Linked DNA regions of Danio rerio: region 1 is linked to region 2. The links are chromatin contacts, called in public Hi-C maps. All regions are on one chromosome and are shown on one strand. The core of a region is the stretch at or near the end of the contact, and the rest is flanking DNA. Distances in the headings are between cores, read along the strand shown. Region 1 overlaps pkd1l1 (polycystin 1 like 1, transient receptor potential channel interacting). Region 2 overlaps pip4k2aa (phosphatidylinositol-5-phosphate 4-kinase, type II, alpha a).

What was found. A called contact is a pair of places that touch in the nucleus more often than the background predicts.
Region 1: a Hi-C map of embryo shows a contact between it and region 2, with 1.6 times the contacts expected there. The contact joins two enhancer-like sites. A contact is called at or near these places in 1 of 18 Hi-C or Micro-C datasets (embryo) and 1 of 4 datasets of contacts at active chromatin or transcription factors (caudal fin).

The regions. Positions count from the first base shown.
Region 1 is chr24:21,180,453-21,185,333 of GRCz12tu, forward strand. It overlaps pkd1l1 (polycystin 1 like 1, transient receptor potential channel interacting), which reads left to right. Exons shown (of 54, transcript XM_073940623.1): 32 at 1-88; 33 at 2,734-2,907; 34 at 3,031-3,150; 35 at 4,865-4,881. Among named protein-coding and RNA genes, the nearest start is that of pdia4, 22 kb to the right of the region's middle. Within about 2 kb of position 2,884, at least 4 of the 62 cell types and tissues checked have an H3K27ac peak or open chromatin away from gene starts, as enhancers often do.
Region 2 is chr24:20,985,762-20,990,298 of GRCz12tu, forward strand. pip4k2aa (phosphatidylinositol-5-phosphate 4-kinase, type II, alpha a) reads left to right here. Exons shown (of 10, transcript NM_001128702.1): 7 at 2,805-2,918; 8 at 3,018-3,258. The region is part of intron 2 of skida1 (SKI/DACH domain containing 1); the gene reads right to left. Among named protein-coding and RNA genes, the nearest start is that of mllt10, 24 kb to the right of the region's middle. Within about 2 kb of position 1,635, at least 10 of the 62 cell types and tissues checked have an H3K27ac peak or open chromatin away from gene starts, as enhancers often do.

The sequences.
Region 1 (4,881 bases), core at 1,634-4,133, 200 kb after region 2:
TGGCCAGTGTTGGCTTGCAGTTGATGAGGGAGATGGAAGAGTGGAGAGGAACCTGGTTGCTTCAGAAGGGGGACTAACATTTAAACAGGTGATGTACAGCTAAAGGGATAGTACACCCAATAATGAAAATTCAGTCTCAATTTACTCATATGGTTCTAAACTGAAATACATTTCTTTCTTCTGTTGAACGCAAAACAACTCTGAATGCAGAATGTTGGAAAAAGCAGTCACTCCATTCATCTGTAAAACATTTCACTTTGTTAAACTTCCAAACCTTCTTGCCTTGAAAATGTGAGTCAGCTTAACTTAGAGAGATTCTCTGTTTCAACTTAAGATGTTGAGTTTTAGTTAAACATATAACATATTGTGAAACTCAACATCTTAAGTTGAAAAATAATAAGTTGAGTTGACTCACATTTTCAAGGCAGCTGGTGAACCAAGTTAAACATTTACAGTATAAGAACAAAAATGGCTGTTGCTAATGTTATTTTAATCAACTGGTGTTAAGATGTTATTTTAATCAACTGGTAGGGGAGAGCGGGGACAAAAGCTTTTATAAAAACCTATTTTTGAAAGAAAATGTTTTAGACAGAAATATATTTGTGCTGTGGTACTAACTCATAAGGGGGGTCTATCAAATGTAGAGCAGCCTCAAAATAATTTCATTTTAAACATAAATTGTGCACTGATACTTTTTACCCTGTTACGGACAAAAGTAGCACAACAATATTTGCTAAGTTTACTTGCTTAATCTTGTTTATTTTAATTTAAAAAAAATATATTTTTATTGTTTTTAGCATGAGAAAATAGACAATAACATACACAGAACAAGCAAAAAGAAAAAAGTACAAAGAACATTTCACAGTACACAGACAGTCGGACACAACATAATACAGTATCATCCAGAAAGCATAAGTGAGAAAAATTTTAATTAAATATAAAAAATAAATAATACAAAGAAATCTGTAGGCTCTACAACTCTACATAATCCCACCTATAAAGAGTTACAAGTCAGCATTACTGATATAAAACATAATTGGGTTCCTGATTTTAAAAAATCTGTTTAGTTTGTTTGCCATCCCATATCGCATTTCTTCCATGGGCAACACATAACCTAAGCTCCTACTCCAGGTTTCAAAGACAGGCACGTAATCTGACTTCCAATTTTGTACAACTATTTTCTTTGCTAATATCATACACAAAGATACTGTCTGTGATATATATTTATCCTATTTCTGAGGTGTCTCCAAAATGCCAAATTTTGGCTTTGATGACAGATCAATCATTTACTTCAGGTATACAATTAAAATCGTCCTGCCAAATTGAACTAATTTTATGGTATGACCAGAATCAGTGAGTCAATGTACCTTCAAAGTGTTTACATTTATTTCACAACAAGGATACATTTAAAAAAAATCTTATGTAATTTTACTTTTGAAAAATGAAGTCTGTGGATAACTTTAAACTGAATCAGTTTGTGTCTCAGGTTGATAGAACAATCATGAATTTTGGAAAGATAATCTTCCCATGACTTATCTGATATGTCTGTATTAAGCTCCTTCTTCCACTCTTTCCTAAGTTTGTCAGTGTTTGAATTAAGCTTATCTAATTATAAGTAATAAAAAATAGATTTTAATGACCTTTTTTTTGTCGGGTTGTGTTTTGTTATATTTTCAAGTGTCTGGTGTATGGATATTTTTTAAAACCGGGAATTACTTTCCAATCTTGTTTATTTTAAGTATACTGTTGATGTTAACTACAACCATATTTTGTCCTTTTTTTGTGCAAAAAAAAAAAAAGATTAAACTGCATTTTCATTTTAAATTTCAGCTCCATCAAATGTTTCAAAAGCAATCAGACAATGCAATGCGTTACAATTTTTTACAATGTTTAACAATGTAATGCAAAATGCAATAATGTTATAAAACATATAAATCGAAAAACTGAAAACTCTAATGTGGAAGTGAAAAATAAGGTTCGGCTATTAGGAGTGAGACATAAATAACAGGGTTACTTTTGTCCCTGCAGGAAGCCTTGCCCTTTAAAATAGATTTAAACTGAAAAACCTAGACAATGCAAACTTAAGGATGTGTTATTGCACTAAATAACATGTAGATTGATCATTACCGTGATGTATGAAAAGAGAAACACAATTTGTAATAATGAGAAAGATAATAACTGCTACAATCATTTAGTTTTTCCACTTAAAACTGAAGTTCAGACCTAAACGTGGGACACGGTCCAGAAATCAGGTGATATTTGGCAGCTCCATCAAGAGTTGCATGCTGAATGTGCTGTTATAGAGTGGAAAGCAAATGTTTTCAGGGCTTTGAGAAAATAAATTTTTTGTTACTTTCGTCCCTACTTTTGTCCCTGCTCTCCCATATCACAGGTATAAATTACAATATAAAATATATTAAAATATACAATATTAATTGTAATAGTATTTACAATTACTATTATAACAGTAATTGTTTTACTGTATTTTCCAATTAAATGCAACTTTATTATTGGTATTATTATCATTTACTTAAAAATGTAAAGAAAAATGTACGAAATGCAGCAATAAAACTAAAGTCTTATTAATTTTCCAATCCTTTTTTTCAAATATATTCTAGAATGCTATATATATTGAATATATGATCAACAATCAAGTTTTGTTGAGTGTGTGTGTGTATTTGCTAAAGCTTCTCAACAAACTGTATTTTGTGTGTTTGTTTGTGTTTGCAAAAGCTTCTATATTTGAAGCTGACAGAATATCTGGAGGACTTTCACCCATGGTTTTCCGTGTACAGCCGTCCATCTTCCAGCTCTCACACACACACCCAGCGTTTGAGTGTGTGTCTGCTGCTCCTGCAGGGCTACATGTGTGTCAACACGCTGCTCATAAATCTTTTGGAAGAACAGGTGTTCAACACAGAAATCAATACATGTCAACAAACACTGCGTCAACATGTGTGTGATGTTGTTTGATTCGTTTACACTTTATTGAATCGTATCTTTTGTTTTCCACTGTGCACCACTGGGCAGTGTTTTGCAGAGACAGGACTCATTGATGTTCCGGCGGTCAGCATGTTAACAGGCGTGTGCAGTGCTCTGGCTGTGATGCCGGCGGGGGGTTTGGTGTCTCTGGTGTTTCGTGTCAGCAAGGTCAGAAATCCCAGACTGCCTGAAACGGTCTGCCACAGAGTTACATATTGGAGCTACTGGATGCATTCATTTAGACTATTAGTATATGTGATGTATGATTTAGGTCTTTTTTGTTCTTTCCTCCATAATATTGGTACCATCGGTAAATATGAGCAAGAAGGAGGTGACAAAAATGTATTTATTGCTTAATCTCTTGCTCAGAATATTAACAAAAAAAACAACAACTACCTGTCGAAGACTAGAGCCTATAGAAGCTTTAAAAAGTTACAAAAAATCATTTAGGTTGACACGGTGGTTCAGTGGTTAGCACTGTCGCCTCACAGCATGAAGGTCTCTGGTACAAGTCTTGACTGGGTCAGTTGGCATTTCTGTCTGGAGTTTGTATGTTCTCCCCATGTTCGCGTGGGTTTCCTCTGGATTTTGCATAAGCTAAATTAGCCGTAGTGTATGAGTGTGAATGACTGTGTATTGATGTTTCCCAGTAGATGGAAGGGCATCAACTGAATGAATGAATGAATGAATGAAAAAATATAATTTTTTTTGATATCAATGACCCAAAAATGCTTCCTGCTGTGGTTCTTGGGGATTTTTTTGGCTTCTTGAACCTCCTATTGGTGATAAAGACAAGCACATGTCCTCTTTTGCCGTGATTTGGAAATGTTTATCAATTTTTTTGACATTTTACCATACTTTTTTACCATACATTTTACCATACTTCCCAAATTCACACATATATTTAACAACTTTGTGCTTGTAGTTGTTTGTTCTCAGTGATGCTGAGATGTTTTTCTTTTGGTAATATTTTGAGCGAAATATCAAAAGGTTAAAGAATAAAGACATTTTACTTCTATCTTTTCTCATACCTATTAGACATTCAAATAAGGCATAGACTAAAGCAGAGGTATTTCTGACTTATGTATACTTTATACACTGTATTTTTTACATTTTATGAATTGTTTTAAACATTTATTTGGGGGACAGGGGTGGACACTTTAAGAGATTATTATTATTTTTATTCTTTATTCATTCATTCATTTTCCTTCAGCTTAGTCCCTTTATTAATCAGGGATCGCCACAGCGGAATGAACCGCCAACTTATCCAGCATATGTTTTACGTAGCAGATACCCTTTCAGCTGCAACCCAACACTGGGAAACACCCATGCACACTTGCATTCATACACTATAGCCAATTTAGTTTATTTAATTCACCTGTACCGCATGTCTTTAGACTGTGAGGGAAATCGGAGCACCTTGAAGAAACCCAAGTGAACACGGGGAGAACATGCAAACTCCACACAGAAATGCCAACTGACCCAGCCGGAGCTCGAATAACCAGCAACCTTCTTGCTATGAGGTGATCGTGCTACCCAATGTGCCACCGTGACACCCTTATTTTTTTTTGTTTTATTTTATAGTTTATTTTATTTATTTGGAAGAGAGTGTCTTCATGTCCAGTTGTTATTGTCACTATGTGAGTTTTTTTTTGTGTGGCACTTTTATGAAATAGGGACTCTTAACTGCAAACCAAATCTACCTTCGGGTATAAATAATGTAACCCAACCTAACCTGTTAAATTTTTAGATAAAGTACAAATCTCAAATAAAAATTAGAAGACACTTTTGACTGGTTTTCTGCCACAGGGTCATATATTTACCAAGAATGCCAATATAAGTAAAGGGCAGTGTTTATTGATTTTCCTTGATTTCGTTTTAGACCAAGTCCAGTAGTGT
Region 2 (4,537 bases), core at 385-2,884:
CTGAGCAATGTAAAGTGCAAGATCTTTGATTGTTTGGCTTATTAGCTGTGATGATGGTGGTCATTTCTGATGGAACCTCAAAACACTGTCAAAGAAACTCGACACAGTTAAACAATAGAATCCCCACTGCCTACTAGTGTTTTGTAAATGTGTTATTGCAGAGTAAATGGGATGCAGAAGTATAAATGCTCACAATGGCATCAGCTACATGCCGAGGTGGGGTATGGTGATCACTCAATACAGAAGTATAAATGAAGCTTTTGCCCTGCATGTGAGATATAAGGCTTCTCCTCTTTCTCAGAGGGCTCACTGTTTTAGTGACCATTTAGCTGCTTGTTGCCTTGCCAGGTCATGAAGAGGAGTAGAAAAAAAGGTTATTTTCTTCACATCCTTGGTTGGGTTTTCTGAAAATACACCCATTTTTTTCTAACTGCACCTGTACTTGTTTATACAAATTTATTCTTTGAAGTAGTTTTTTTCAAAAGTATAGCTTTCTTATACAGTCTTTTTTTAAGCTAGAGCTGTTTCTCCATAATTGCACCTCAAATTATCCTCTCGTTCGGGTTTACAGTTCTCCTCTCAAGCCATGGTATGTTGGCAGTCACTATAGAAAAGGTTTACAGCAAATAATTTTATACATAGATTATTTTTTATTTTTTCTTATTTAGTTTTTGTCAGATATTTGAGTGTTTACAATGTCAGTATAGCCCTAGAATCTGACGTCCACTTTAAGAAATAAAGGTGCAAGCTATTTTTCTTGGATGGTACCTTTTTTAAAAGGTATGTTTGTATTTAAAGGATCTAAAATGAATACTTTAAAGATATATTAAAGGTAAACTATGTTGCAAGTGATTTTACTTTAAAGATGTGTCATATTTAAGAATATTCACTGGATATTACTTATCAGGAAATGAATGACTCATAAAATGTTGTGATATGAGTTTGGAGGGTATTGGCTGAAATGAGAAAATATTGAGTAAGAGGCTTGGTGACTTCTTATCAACCATTTTGGTTGGAGTGTCCTGTTTTGAAAAGCATGACTAGATGAATCTGGCACAATAAAACTCATTCATACTTGAGATGTGTGATATTGACAAGATATTCAACCATATACCGCACAGTGTTTTTGTGACTGTACCCTGGCTGGTCTGTCATGCATGAATATGACATTATGATTCATTCAGAATTACTAAGCAAGTGGCATTCATTTTGAATTGACGATTGAATCATTGGCTCACTTATTTTGTTTACAATATACATGTATGAAAGAAACGAGCTAAGATGTACAAATGATCTGTTTAGTTTGAAATGGGTTTTTTTCTCCAGCGAAACTAAAAATAAAGAGAAGATTGTGTCTGAAATATAACTCGCGCAGTTTTAGTATGTTAAAAATTGGAATGGAAAATTGTTGTGTTTTTGTGTCTTTATAGCTGTCACTTTTCTGAAATTGAATAAAGCCAGTATGTGTGTTAATCTTTAGTTGATTCACAACATTTAATCATTGCCCTCCCTTGGATGTCTGTTCACTTTTCGTGTTATCTGATGTCACTTTAAATGCACTTTCCTCACCAGACCCTCCCCTAAAGCTCTTCACCCTACCAACAGGACACACTTTGGCTATCAGTGACCTAGATTTCACAACAACATAGGTGTATGTTTGCACTTGAAAGTTGTGAAATCTGCAAATGTTCAACGCTGTTAAAGTCCATTGAAAACTGCACTGGAGTCTGAAGCAACAGTACCAAAATTACAAAGAATCGCTAGAGTAGGTTCAAGCTTTAAATCACCATGGAGGAGAAATAATTGCCTGCAATTCTTTTCAATAGTTTGAATGAGCCATAAAAGGTTATTACATGGAAGTGTTATTATTGAAAGCTGAGACACTACATTTATATTCATTTCAGTGCCTTGTAGTTACATGTAGGCATGGGACAGTTACAGTTGTCAAGTTTAAATGTGGTTTGAAAAAGGTTTTCAAGGACTTAAAACCGCCAAAAATGGTATATGTGTTTTTTTTTTTTGTTGTTGTTGTTGTCTTTTTACAACTATTTTATTTAGTTTTTAATGCAACAGTAGCAACTCTCCAGATGAATAGGATCCTCCACATCAGAAGCTACTGTTCCAAAATATTTCAAATGTATCTTAAAATAAAAGATATGGGCCTGGTTTCACAGACAGGGCTTAGACTAGCCAGGATTGGGCCATAGTTCATTTAGGACATTTAAGTAATTTTTGTAAACATGCTTAGAAAAAAAACATTACTGGTGTGCATCTTGAGACAAAACAAAAACACTTATATATTTAAAAATCAAGCAGTGCTATTTTATTTCAGTTGAAACATTTTAGTCTCTGACTAGGCTTAAGCCTTGTCTGTGAAACCGGAGGATGGTGTTCAAGAGGGGGAAAAGTTGTTTTAAAGTTAAAAACAACATATTTTAGAGCAGTAATCTCAATACCGTGATACTTCGAAACCATATTTCTATCCAAGGTTATTTATACCTTTACAATCTTTTACCGGTTACATTCATCTTTAACTCTATTCATTTCCTTTGTAGGCCATTCTGATTATCTCTATATACAAATGTAGACCAGCTAAATCTGCCAGCTCCCTCATTTGTTCATTCGTGGGTCTCTTGACACTACACGCAGCTGAACACAGTGAACAGCCTCTTATTTGTGAATCTATAGCACCCCCTGCTGCGCTACATCATATTACTGCATTTGTTTGAATGTTAAAGATGAAGCACTTAAGAGTCTGCGAGTGTGAGCATAATCGGCTAAACACTGTCCCTTTTTTCAAGCAGGCTAAAGAACTGCCTACGTACAAAGACAATGACTTTATCAACGACGGACAGAAAATATACATCGATGACGAGAGCAAGAAAATCTTCCTCAATAAGCTTCAAAAGGATGTGGAGGTAAAAAATTCAGGATTTGCTTTTGCACTAGATGAGTCATTTGTCTTGTGCACTTCCTCAATCTGTTGTCTGTTTTTCCTCCCTCGTCTCTCCGTTCAGTTCCTAGCCTTGTTGAAGTTGATGGACTACAGCCTGCTGGTTGGGATCCATGACGTTGAGAGGGCAGAACAAGAGGAAGTAGAGAGCGAGGATAATGAGGGAGAGGAGGAAGGAGAGAGTGATGGAGGGATTGTGGGCACTCCTCCTGACAGTCCCAGTAACACTCTGGACAGCACTAAACCACTCTCGCCGGGAGATTTCGACCCCAATATTGACGTCTATGCCATCAAAAGCCATGACAGTGAGTGGAGCTAATGTGTTGTCTTAATGGGGCCTTCCTCTGTTTTTGACATATGCCATAGCTTTACAACAAAGCAAACCACATTTAATTACCAAAACAACTTTTGTAAATGCTCCTTACATGCATCATGTCCTTCAAGATTATGCTTAGTGTCTAACTTTTCACAGCATTATTTGCCTGGTCATTTTGGCAAATCTTTAGATGTTGCTCTTCTGTAATGCTGAGTTCAGACAGCACGATTTTCAAAGTAATCATGTCTCGGATGTTTTCACACTGCGTGTCTATCTTTGGTAGCATTTCGTCAACGCTGTGTTTTAGTGGCAAGATGGATTGACGACCGGGTGTTTGACACACTGCATGACTTTACTATAGGAAGAATCACCAACAACCAGGGCCTCAGCAAGCTCTAGGCAAAGGACGATCACGCCGCCCTCAACCCGACAGTGCAAACAGAAATTACCGGTTATCAAATTGAAGAGCGGGTGTTGAGGGAGGTGCTGCGGACACCGCCTTCTTTATTCTGCCGCCCAAGGGGCGGATATAACTGAGGCGGCGGGGGGTGAGGGAGGTGTCGCGGACATAACTGAGGACGCAGGTGTTGAGGGAGGTGTAGCGGACGCCACCCTCTTTATTCTGCCGCCCTAGACAGTCCCCTAGGTAGCCTCTATGGATGCGCCAGCCCTGCCGACAACTCTGTCTCAGTCCACAAACTACATCTCACAACCAAACACATGTGAGAAGTGACATGGAAAAGGTTACGTAGAATATCTTGTGTTATGAACTATCTAATGAGAAAGAAGCCTTTAGTGGGGTAGAAAATGTACTTATTTTGCTCACCTGACATTTTTAAAGGGAAGTAGCAATTTTCAAACTTTTTTCTTTTTGGAGCTGGTTGTGGTATTTCTCAGATGACACATCAAACAGACATGGGTTCTCCTGCTAAATTTCCACTAGCTTTTCCTCCATTCCGAAGTCCAAATAGACCGAAAAGAAGCCCTTGTAATTTCTCCCCAACACTCCATCTGGCCTGCAGAGACCCATACTAGTGGATGCTGCTCTCTCATTGGCTGTAGGTAATTGTTGATGTTACTTTCAGTCAGAGCACATTTCACATGGCATGATTTGAATCGCGGACAGCTCCAGATATTTAGCACGCCAAATATCTCACAGGTGTCAGCGACTCATCTGCGATTCTCTCAGATCTGACTGTGTGATTGTCACTCACATGAACGAGCACTGATTTGCCTGTGATTTCAGGCATTTGTCAGCGATTTCTCAA